Regions from separate parts of the Mus musculus genome. Here region 2 is linked to region 1. Evidence: chromatin contacts called from public Hi-C data. All regions are on one chromosome and are shown on one strand. Each heading gives the region's core, a stretch centred on a gene start, on an enhancer-like site or on the middle of the called end of the contact. The rest is flanking DNA. Distances are from core to core; before and after follow the strand shown. Region 1 has its middle 20 kb from the start of Commd9. Region 2 overlaps Slc1a2 (solute carrier family 1 (glial high affinity glutamate transporter), member 2).

Region 1 (5,145 bases), core at 1,669-4,168:
AGTGTGGGCAGGGGCCAGGGACACAGTCCCACCTAAGATGCTACCCTAGCAATTCGGTCTTGTACTCAGACAATGCTAGGATTCTTGCCTTAGCCCCGGAAAAGAATCTCAGGATGAGCCGACGTGAGGTGGAGCTGGATTTTACTAGGAAGCTGTTTCACAGGGGTTTATATATAGGGGTGATTAAAAAGAGGAACGCGCGTGCGGGGGTGGACAGACTCAAGTGTGAGTGTGAGCCTCTCAAGGGAGAGTCACACACAAATGTCTTATCACTTAGATCGTTTGGGTAGCTCTCAGTTACACCACAAAGGGCTGCTGAGAATGCCTCTCCCCCGTTGATTGGGCCGTGGTAGTGCACGCCTTTAATCCAGCACTCAGGAGGCAGAGGAAGGTGGATCTCTATGTTCGAGGCCAGCCTGGTCTACAGAGTGAGTTCCAGGACAACCAGGGCTACACAGAGAAACCCTGTCTCGAGAAAACAACAACAACAACAACAACAACAACAACAAAGAAGAACCCTCCCCCACGCTGTTTCTTCCTATTTAATCCATGAGATTATAGGGCTGCTCTAGAGGTCCCTTGGAAAGAACCGTAGTCTGTTTAGAAACCATGGGTCACAAGGGCTGCACAGAGGGGCCTGATATGCCTTTTATGGTAAGTGGAGATTCTTGTGATATTCCTAAAAAAAAACCCTGCAAGTTCTCCTATAGGAAAGGAATAGGGCCATCCAAGGTCAGTAGATCTTAAGTATGATTTATCGATGTTTTAACATTCTCATTTGAGATGCCTTCATATAAAAGGAATATTGTCTCTACATAGACAATCTTTAATTATCCTGGAGTTCTTAACCGTCAGCTGCTGTGAAACTCCAACAGGACTCCTGGCTGAGCCTCTGTTCCCTTCCTCTTCTGCTCACAAGTCTGTCCTGCTTCAGGCTGACTGGAAAGGCTGAATTTGGGGAGAAAAAGCAGGCAGCCCCATTAGAGGCCGGTCCAGGATTCCAGGTGAGAAAAGGATTCCTGGGATGGTGACAGGGAAACAGATGCCCTCCTAAGCAATGACAAGGGCACTGGGGGCCGGGGTTAGAGTTCAGCAGTAGACCACCTGTCAAACATGCAAGGCCCTGGGTTCAATCCCCAGCTTGAGAAAAAGAAAACAGACAGTTTGAAACTGCTTTTTAACCTCTCCCAAATGTTCTAGATTCCCATCTGTGAGGTGCTAAGCAGCCAGACAGAAGGAGGAGTTCTTTTGGGAGGACACCGAAGTGAGGCAGCCATATGGAGGGTGGAGGGGAGGCGAGTGATGGAGAAAACGGGGTCGAAAGAGACCAGGCTGAGCCTCAGCAATGCTGGGTCCTCCGCAGCTCGCTGACACAGTGAGGAAGGTCCGGGTGCCATCTGTGCTAGGGAAATGGTATCCTGGGAAACAGATGGCTGGACAAGCACACCCTCTGACTGACCAGAGCCCTACAGTCAGGTTGACCTTCCTGGGAGGTTTAGGATGGAGTGTTCTAAGAGGCTGTGGGCACAACAGTTGTAGTCCTTGTCATCACGACGTCCCCCTGTTGCTAGATCAAGAATGCTCTGGTTTCTTGCTTTTGGCTGCACTGTTCTAATGCCCCTCCCCCACCCCATTCTGCTTCTCAGGTTAGAAAAGGCCAGGAGCTAGTGAACACTGGGGATAGTTGCTTAGTCAACCTTTGGCACATTCAGGACATTCATTCATTCATTCATTCTCAGTCATTCATGCTCGCATGCATTCCAGTGAGTACTGACTGAGCATCTATAACTGCAGACACTGTCTTAGCTGCTAGGGACAAAATAATTAGCAAAACCTAGACTCTGTGCTTAAGGAAAGGCACATCAAGAGGACAGGTCACCACACCCTCAGAGGAAGCTGAGGCAGGAGAATCATGAATTTGAAGCTGGCCTGAACTATATAGCAAGACACTTTCTGACACAGTAAGAGAACAAGAGAAAAAAAATACATAATATGAGAAGTAGGGGGGACTCCATTCTTGGTAGCCAGACCCGTCCATGCCTGTTACCAACAACTTCTATTCCCTCCATCCTCAGAACTCTACCCTGTTAATTCAGATTTAAGTCAATTTCTTCAATTTTGTTCCAAAAGCTTAAAATGTAGGTGGAAAGCTGGTTATGAAGGACATTGAGTATCAATTCTGAGTTTAGCCTTCATTCTGGGGCATTAAGGAGCCATTAAGAATTTGGGGCAGGGGAATGCCATTAGACTCTAGTCAGACAGTGGGAGCAGCAGGAAGAAGGAGGAGGAGGGGGAGGAGGGGGAGGAGGGGGAGGAGGAGGAGGAGGAGGAGAAGGAGGAGAAGGAGGAGGAGGAGAAGGAGGAGAAGGAGGAGGAGGAGGAGAAGGAGGAGGAGGAGGAGAAGGAGGAGGAGGAGGAGAAGGAGGAGGAGGAGGAGGAGGACGGGGAGGAGGAAGGAGGAAGGAGGAGGAGGAGGAGGAGGAGGAGGAGGAGGAGGAGAAAACAGAAATAGGAGAAAGCTGTTGAGCCCGAAGCAAGGAAGTCCAGAAAGTTACCTGGGCTCCTCACCAGCCATGGGGGTGGGGGTCAGAACACAGCAAACCCCCTTCACACCAGAACTGGGGCATTCTGCACAGGGCCTTACCTAGAAGAGGCAGCACGCAGAGCAGACATGTACCCGCCATGGATGGGCACCCTCCCCGACTCAGATACCTTCATACATAATTAACCTCCTCCAAGCAGTGCTGTCAGGAAGAGTTAAGCTTAATCTCTTTCTTATACAGATGAAGAAATCGAGATTTAGTTCAAGCAGCCCTAGACCTGCATCCTGCCTCCACTATCCACCCATGGTACAGAAAGTTCTCTGCTGGCTGAATCCTGGACCTGTGGTTGCCGCGCACAAACCTTGTTTGGCGAAGCTGTGTCTGGCCGGTCCAAAGGTACAGATTCTTGGATTTACTAGCCTGTGGCAGATGCATCGGGGCATTAGGGGAAAAGTCCTGAAAGGGGTCCCTGGGAGTCTGTCCCTGCTACCACTTCTCCTTCTTCCAACCTTTGCTGCCCTGAGGAGATAACGAGATAACAGGCCTGGATCTGAGGGCCTCTTTTACAGGTAGCCTCTCCCTAGCCCGGGCTCTGGGAGAGGTCTGCTGCCACCTCACCTTTCCCGGTCTTTGTTTTCATTACTAAGACAGATGAGATCGAGAGAACAAGTGCGCCATCTGCTGGGCTTATCATGCAAGTTCCAGCTGCAGCTAGCCGAGCAGCAGGCGGCGATTGCCTTCCTGTTTGGATTTTAGGCCTTATAGTTAGTTTTTTTGAGTCACCTCAGAAGATAGTAAGACCTCGTGACCAGTGACATCTTTTATGAAATGAATCCCAGAGACAGGCTATCACTTTATAGCTGGAAACTCGGTACCGACAGGAACTGCCCATCATCCGGGTACTCAGGCTGTGGGACGAGGCTGGAGAAAGGCAGGCATTCGGCAGGACCACAGAAACAATGGGGAAGATCAGGCAGAGGGAGAAAGCCCACTCGGGCCTTTCCCAAGCATTCAGGGCCTGCAAACTCTCTCTGTGGAGATTAGGGTCCTCTGGCACCATCCCTGTACTACTGCCGTTAGCAATTTTTTTTCTTTTCTCAAAACTGCTTTAAAAAGAGGTGGGGGGAATTAAACCATAGAAATGTGAGCACCAAAGAAGATCGGATTGTATAAAGGTCATCAGTATGCAGTTAAGAATGTTCAGGAGCCAGGCGTGGTGACGCACGCATTTAATCCCAGCCCTCCGGAGGCAGAGGCGGGCGGATTTCTGAGTTCCGGGCCAGCCTGGTCTACAGAGTGAGTTCCAGGACAGCCAGAGAAACCCTGTCTCGAAAAACAAAACAAAACAAAACAAACAAACAAACAAACAAAAAACCAAAAACCAAAAAACAAACCAACCAAACAAAAAGAATGTTCAGGAATTATCAGGATTGGAAGTCGGTGGATACAGGCTGAAAACAGGTTAATGGCTTGAAAACCTTCAAAGTTCTAGACGGCCAATAGCTTCTAGATTAGAGCATAAGGGGTTGGAGAGGTCACTCAGTGGTTAAGAGCACAGGCTGCTCTTCCAGAGGACCTGGGTTTAATTCCCAGCAACCACATGGCAGCTCACAACTGTCTGTAACTCCAGTTCCAAAGAATCTGACACCCTCACACAGACATGCATGAAGACAAAGCACCAATGTACATAAAACTAAGTCCATCATTTTAAAACACACACACACACACACACACACAGAGCTATCCTCCTGGTAGTTAAAGAGAGTTCCAGGACAGCCAAGATTATACAGAGAAACCCTGTCTTGAAAATCCAAAACAAACAAACAAACAAAATTAAACAGAAACAAAAGAAACGAATGTAAAAGGAATGATAACTAATAAGAGTTCCTTGCTTGTGGTAACATTCTCACCACACTGGACTCACATCTTGGAAGTTTGTGAACAGCAGGCCAGAGAGCTTGACTAGCAGTGCCTGGGCAGGGGGCCTGTGTGTGTGCAGAGACCTCACTGAGTGGCTCACTCGGGTGTCCATTTGTCTTCACACTGAAAATCATCAGAAACGGAAGGCAAAGGACAACGATCAGGATCCACAGAGGCAGCCGGCAGGGCTGATCTAGGAGGGTTGGAAGTCACCACACTCAAGGCAAACTTAGGTCACCTGTGGGAAATCACAAACTTTCTTCCGCTACTGAATCGGCAGCGTTGGGGAGATGGCTCAGATAGTAAAGGACCTGGTTTTAGATCCCCAGAATTCAAGTAAAGAAGCTGGGGTGGTGGCACATGCTTGTGATCCCAGAGCTGGGAAGAGAGAAGAAGATGCCTGAAACTCACTGGCCCATCTGCCTTGCATGTTCAAGGATGATCCAAGACCGCGTCTCGGAAAACGAGCTGGATAGTTCCTGAGGAAGCTCCAGCCTCCACATGCACATACACACTCCAACACAGCCTCATCCAGCGGCATGGGCAGACACAGGAAGAGGCACGGGGTTGGCTCAATGCCCTGATCTCCTTTTTCAACCTCTGGGGTCTGGGTGGTTTGAAGCAGCTCGTGAGCTCTGGGTGCCTCACTGTCAAAGCCCAGGGGCTCTGTTGATCCTGGCAG
Region 2 (5,145 bases), core at 760-3,259, 770 kb before region 1:
AGGCGTTCTCGGGGTCTCTTCTCATCTTTTAGCTTGTTTACGGTCACCATGAGGGGGACTGCGTATAAGCTTGGTCCTGCAAGGCTCCCTGAAATGGAGCCATGAACTGTGGGATACAGAGCAAAATAACAAGTTGGGAGCCACTTGTTATTCAAAGGCCCAGCCAAACACTACAGCACATGCCGGTGAAGCTGGCTGGCTCTCCTTCTCTGGTCCTTTCTGTTTGTTCCCAAGTAATCTGAGATGCTCTTGATGGAGAAATCTGAAGTTCTTATGATAAAGACTCCTCTAACAAGCTTTCTCTCCGGAGGCTCTCGCTCATTTACCCATTCAACAAACACCCTGTGAGCCAGTAGCAAAAGGATCCCAAGCCTTCACTTAAAATGCCTCCAGTGAGACATTAAAACTACATCTGGGGGCAGAACAGTGACTTTCCTGCTTTCAGAATGTGAGCAAGTCACCCCCCTCACTGGTTTGCCTCCGTAGCTTAGCCACAGGCAGAGGGGAAAGCCCTTTAGAGGACATATGGACGCTGACTCCTAAGGGAGAGTATCCTTTAACTAAAACAGGGTTTCCATGCCTACTTTAATCTTGTTGCCAACTGGCTTGAAACACAAGTTAGCCCTCTGGGGTGCCTAGTTAGTCATTTTGAAAAGAATATCTGTTTTTGTGCCTTCATTCTTGAACTATTTATTCTGGGGCGCCTCCAAGCTTTCAAATGTTCTCTTTATTTCCTCAAGTACCTTTCCGTTCAGCCTTAGAGCCAACTCCAGATCTATCATACAATCGCCCCTTCGCCTTAAACCAGTTTGTCAATAACCCAGACAGAAACATTTTACACGTACCTGAATCTGGAATCAAGGCTCCTTCTTGCACTTGGCTGAGGAGAATCCAGGAGCACAACGTGAGAGAGAGGATCTAGGGCCAAAATGGGTAACAAGAACCAAGACTGCCAAATTCCTCCCAGCAAAAGGTAGTCCCCGAAGAACTCTGGATCTCTGGCTGATTTGACAACTCAGGGTAACTTGGAATGTTTGAAAATCAAAGTATCAGGCCTTTCCTTCTTTAAAATCCAGGGGTCAGCTGGTGCTGGACTGGGAAAGAGCCATTCACCCTCTGGCTCTTGCTTTAGAGTGGCAGGAAAATCCCATTGCCCGGCCTGTGGTCATCAGCCCCACAGCGCCCCCTGCTGGGAGAAATGGTTGGGCCTGTTTGTCAAACAATGGTGGATGGCCTGGACAGTGGTTTGGTGGATGGCCTGGACAGTGGTTTGACTAGAAATGCATGATGAGTCTCCCGAAGGAGGAAGATAGTACGTGGGTGCATGCCTGGTTCTCGGGACTTACAATGGCCTCTGTGTCAGAGGAAACTACAAAATGTAGAATTTATACTTTGATTTTATTTTCATTTCAGAACCTGCAGACTTGGATTTGAATCTGGCAGGCTTTTAGTATTCGTGCACCCTACTAGCCATGAGGGAAGCCGCAGCTAAGGACTTCCCTAGGAGGCTCAGATGCTGGCTGTTTGTCCTGCCGACGGTTCCTGGAATGGTTTTCACCCTCTTATCCCAAGAGAACGAAACAAATACCCCCAAACACAGCCAAGCACCAGGAAAGTAAAGAAGTCCATGTCAGAGGGGAAATGTGTGTGTGTGTGTGTGTGTGTGTGTGTGTGTGTGTGTGTGTAAAGCATTCTCCTTTGGATTAGCAGCAAACACACATACTTAAAGATGTCATTTCTCTACCTGCAGGAAGTCACAGTAAGGGGACTCCACTGGGAATGATTAAATGTTCTAAGAAGCTCTGTAGTAATCAAAAGCAACAATTTAGCCACAGAACCGGCAGCTTCTGGTAACTGTTCTTCTTCTAAATCAGTTTTATAAGCAGTTAAACTGTCAAGCCCCAGGTTTTATTCACTGATGCAATTTAAATACCAACTTTGACTCAGAGCCCTTCTTTGTATCTGAATGCCTAATTCATTCCAGCTTCTTGCTTCCCTTTGCAAAGAACAAGGAAAAAGAAAAGACACAGTTCTGAAGGGAGACAGACAGTCTCAGGAAAGGCGAGGGCTCAGTGATGTTCATCTGACCAGAATCCACTGTGTTCTGAAAGAAGTGCAGAGAGAGGAATTTGTAGTCTTTCCCAGGCAGTAGAGCAGGGACACAGGTGAACATGGCAAATCTATTTTTGGCTTCAGGAGATGAGCTGTTGCCCAAAGGGTGGCTTTGTAACCTACTTGAACCCTGCTAACTCTTAGCAATAAGAAGGCTGGTTATTGACTGCTGGGCAGGGATATATCATTGACCACCAGCACCATATGAAGATGATCACCTCCTAAGGAGCAAAAAGACACATTTTCCCAATCCTGGCCTTTTCACTGGCTTAAGCCTATTTCTTCTCCCCCACTCCACGCCCTTCTGAGTTTCTTTCCCAAAGTAGACAATTCAATTACACCAGCATTCCCTGGGATGGAGATAATAAGAGGAAGTGAAAATAAATTAAGCTAGTCCCGATCCTCGGAGAGATCTGAAAGACAGTAAGCAGGCAGACTAGAAAACACTTAGCACTATCTGATCTAATGATGTGCTGAGAGAGGCCTGAACAAAGCACATCAGAACAGCCCCCCAGGAAGAAGCCCATCGCAGTAGTCACCCTCTTAAGAATCTACCCCGGCTTCCCTCACACGGATAGGACCATCTATTCAGTTATGGGTGAATGTTAAGTGCACCGTGTTAATCCTAACAGAGGACTTTGCAAAAATCAACTAGTCCTCAAATATTCTTACCACCCGTGAGAGCCATAGAAAGAAGAGAATAAATAATCAAGATATTTGAAAGCTGTAATTGCTGCCACGAAGGAAGAAAATAAGAAGACTGGGGTAGAATTGAGAAAGGGAGACCAGAAAGCCCCTTCTAGGGAGTGGCATTGAAGCTGATCATCAGAGAATGCTCTAGAAGGCACTAACTAGCTGTCGATGGTAGGAGAACAATGGAAATAAATGGTCTTAGAAGGAAAATGGGTAAGCAAGATGCAGGCATGGCTTGGGAAAATCTGAAAGGTTGGAAGCTATGCAGTCTCCAAGAAAGCAACAGCTGCTGCCTGGGCTAAAGCCATACCTGTGGCAATGCAGAGAATGGGCAAGGCTTAAGGAACCATTTGGAGAGAGGGGCTTACCTGGTAAGCTGGCAGATCAGAGCTGAGAGGAGAGAAAAGTTCAGGGACAAAGCTTTATTTCTGACTTCAGTACTATGGCAGCACTGTTGGCTGAGATGGGGGTGGGGAGTGGGGGAGCGTGGAGCTTGAAAGGAAGTAGGGGTGAATCTACAGGGAAAAATATCAACAGTTCCACTGTGGTACATTCATCCCCATGTACCTATGTGTTAAGCAAATAGGAACACCAACAAGGTCATGTAATCTGTTAGTCTAGGGTTAGAAAAAGACCTGAGTCATTCTTCAGAAGGTTTCAAGGGAACAGTGATATGGAAATGTTCCAGAAAGAATCCAAAGAGAATTTAGAGCCCAAAAGGCAACAGAAATAGATTGCAGCCAGGAGGTGGGGAGATAGCTCAGTGGTTAAACATCTTGTTATAGAAGCATGAAGACCAGAGCACAGAGCCCCAGCACCCACATAAAGACCCAACCAGCACTTAGTACTCTGGCACTCAGATGCACAGAAGGGAAGAGACAGGAGGATCCTGAGACTTGCGGATCAAGCAATCTAGCTAATTGGTGAGTTCCGGGTTCAGTTGAGAGACTCTGCCTCAAAAACTAAAGTCGAGAGTAGTAGTAGAGGAAGATGTCTGCTGTTAACCTCCGGTCTCCACATGCACATAAATGGATGCGAGTATTCACATGTGCATATACCACACACACACACACACACACACACACACACCCTCTCTCTCTCTCTCTTTCTCCCTCTCTCTCTCTCTCTCTCTCTCTCTCTCTCTCTCTCTCTCACACACACACACACACACACACACACACATAGACAGACAAACACACCACTAAGTCCAAGAACGTCTTCTACACAGATGTTACATAATGACCTGGGTCTAAAGGGAGAAAAAGGACAATTCCAGCTAAGGAGATATGTGAAGACTTATAAGGGAGAGGATAGAAGAAAATGTCAACCACTGGCCAATAAGGATATCATATTCAGCCTTCTGACAATGATGCTACAGAGGCAGGATAAACCGGCTCCATCTTCAGATGATTGATTGACTACATGAATTTGGCCACTTAGGCAGGTCGTGTTTCCCTTCTTCTCCACTGTGAGCCATCTTCCTATGTGTACTGGCTAGTCTTATGCCAACTTGACACAAGCTTGAGTTATCTGAAAAGAGGGAACCTCAATTGAGAAAATGCCTCCATAAGATCACTCAATAAGTCACTGTCTTAATAAGTGATGAATGGAGGAAGTCCCAGCCCAATATGGGTGGTGACATCCCTGGGCTGGTGGTCCTGGGTTATATCAGAAAGCAAGCTGACTAAGCTACCAGGAGTAAGCCAGTAAGCAGGGCTCCTTCATGCCCTCTGCATCAGCTCTTGCTTCCAGGTTCCTGCTTTGTCTAAGTTCCTATCCTAACTTCCTTTGGTGACTAACAGTGATATGGAAGTGTAAGCCAAATAAACCCTTTCCTCCCCAACTTGGTTTTGGTCATGGTGTTTTGTCACAGCAATAGCTGCCCTGACTAAGATGCAAGGCACTCTTCTCTCCCCTACAGAAAGCCCAAAGCAAGCAAAGAACTGATTTAGGTTCTAATTCTTTGCTTCAACATAATCTTCCATGAGAGTTAATCTGAATGCCTTCACTGACCCAGCATTTCCCTCAGCATATCAACATGCTGAACTCACACACACTCAAGCTCAAAGAATCTAAGGTGCTTCATGTATCAAATTCCCTACTCACACCTCTTCCTGATTGCTGCTCAAAATAATGATAGTAATAATAACTTCAAGGTGGAGGGATGGGTTAAGAGCATTGGATGAACTTGCAGAGGCCCCAAGTTCAGTGCCCAGCACCCAGTGTCTGGCAGCGCACAACCACATGTAACTTGAGCTCCAGAGGACCCAATGACCTCTTCTGGGGGCACCTGAACACACTTGTGCATACCCCCAGAACACATATATGCACATAAATAAA

Evidence for each region. A called contact is a pair of places that touch in the nucleus more often than the background predicts.
Region 2: a contact with region 1 is called in a Hi-C map of pre-B cells, with 4 times the contacts expected there. The contact joins two enhancer-like sites. A contact is called at or near these places in 7 of 39 promoter capture datasets (the 3T3-L1 cell line, 3T3-L1-derived adipocytes, embryonic stem cells and 3 more), 2 of 15 datasets of contacts at CTCF or cohesin (large pre-B cells and pro-B cells), 20 of 484 Hi-C or Micro-C datasets (3T3-L1-derived adipocytes, the AtT-20 cell line, B cells and 15 more) and 4 of 115 datasets of contacts at active chromatin or transcription factors (embryonic hindbrain, embryonic midbrain, forebrain and 1 more).

What each region holds. Positions count from the first base shown.
Region 1 is chr2:101,904,039-101,909,183 of GRCm38.p6, reverse strand. No RefSeq gene overlaps it. Among named protein-coding and RNA genes, the nearest start is that of Commd9, 20 kb to the right of the region's middle. Within about 2 kb of position 2,918, at least 71 of the 459 cell types and tissues checked have an H3K27ac peak or open chromatin away from gene starts, as enhancers often do.
Region 2 is chr2:102,671,510-102,676,654 of GRCm38.p6, reverse strand. The region is part of intron 1 of Slc1a2 (solute carrier family 1 (glial high affinity glutamate transporter), member 2); the gene reads right to left. LOC115489466 (a long non-coding RNA gene) reads right to left here. Exons shown (of 2, transcript XR_003953884.1): 2 at 1-5,145. Among named protein-coding and RNA genes, the nearest start is that of Slc1a2, 15 kb to the right of the region's middle. Within about 2 kb of position 2,009, at least 11 of the 459 cell types and tissues checked have an H3K27ac peak or open chromatin away from gene starts, as enhancers often do.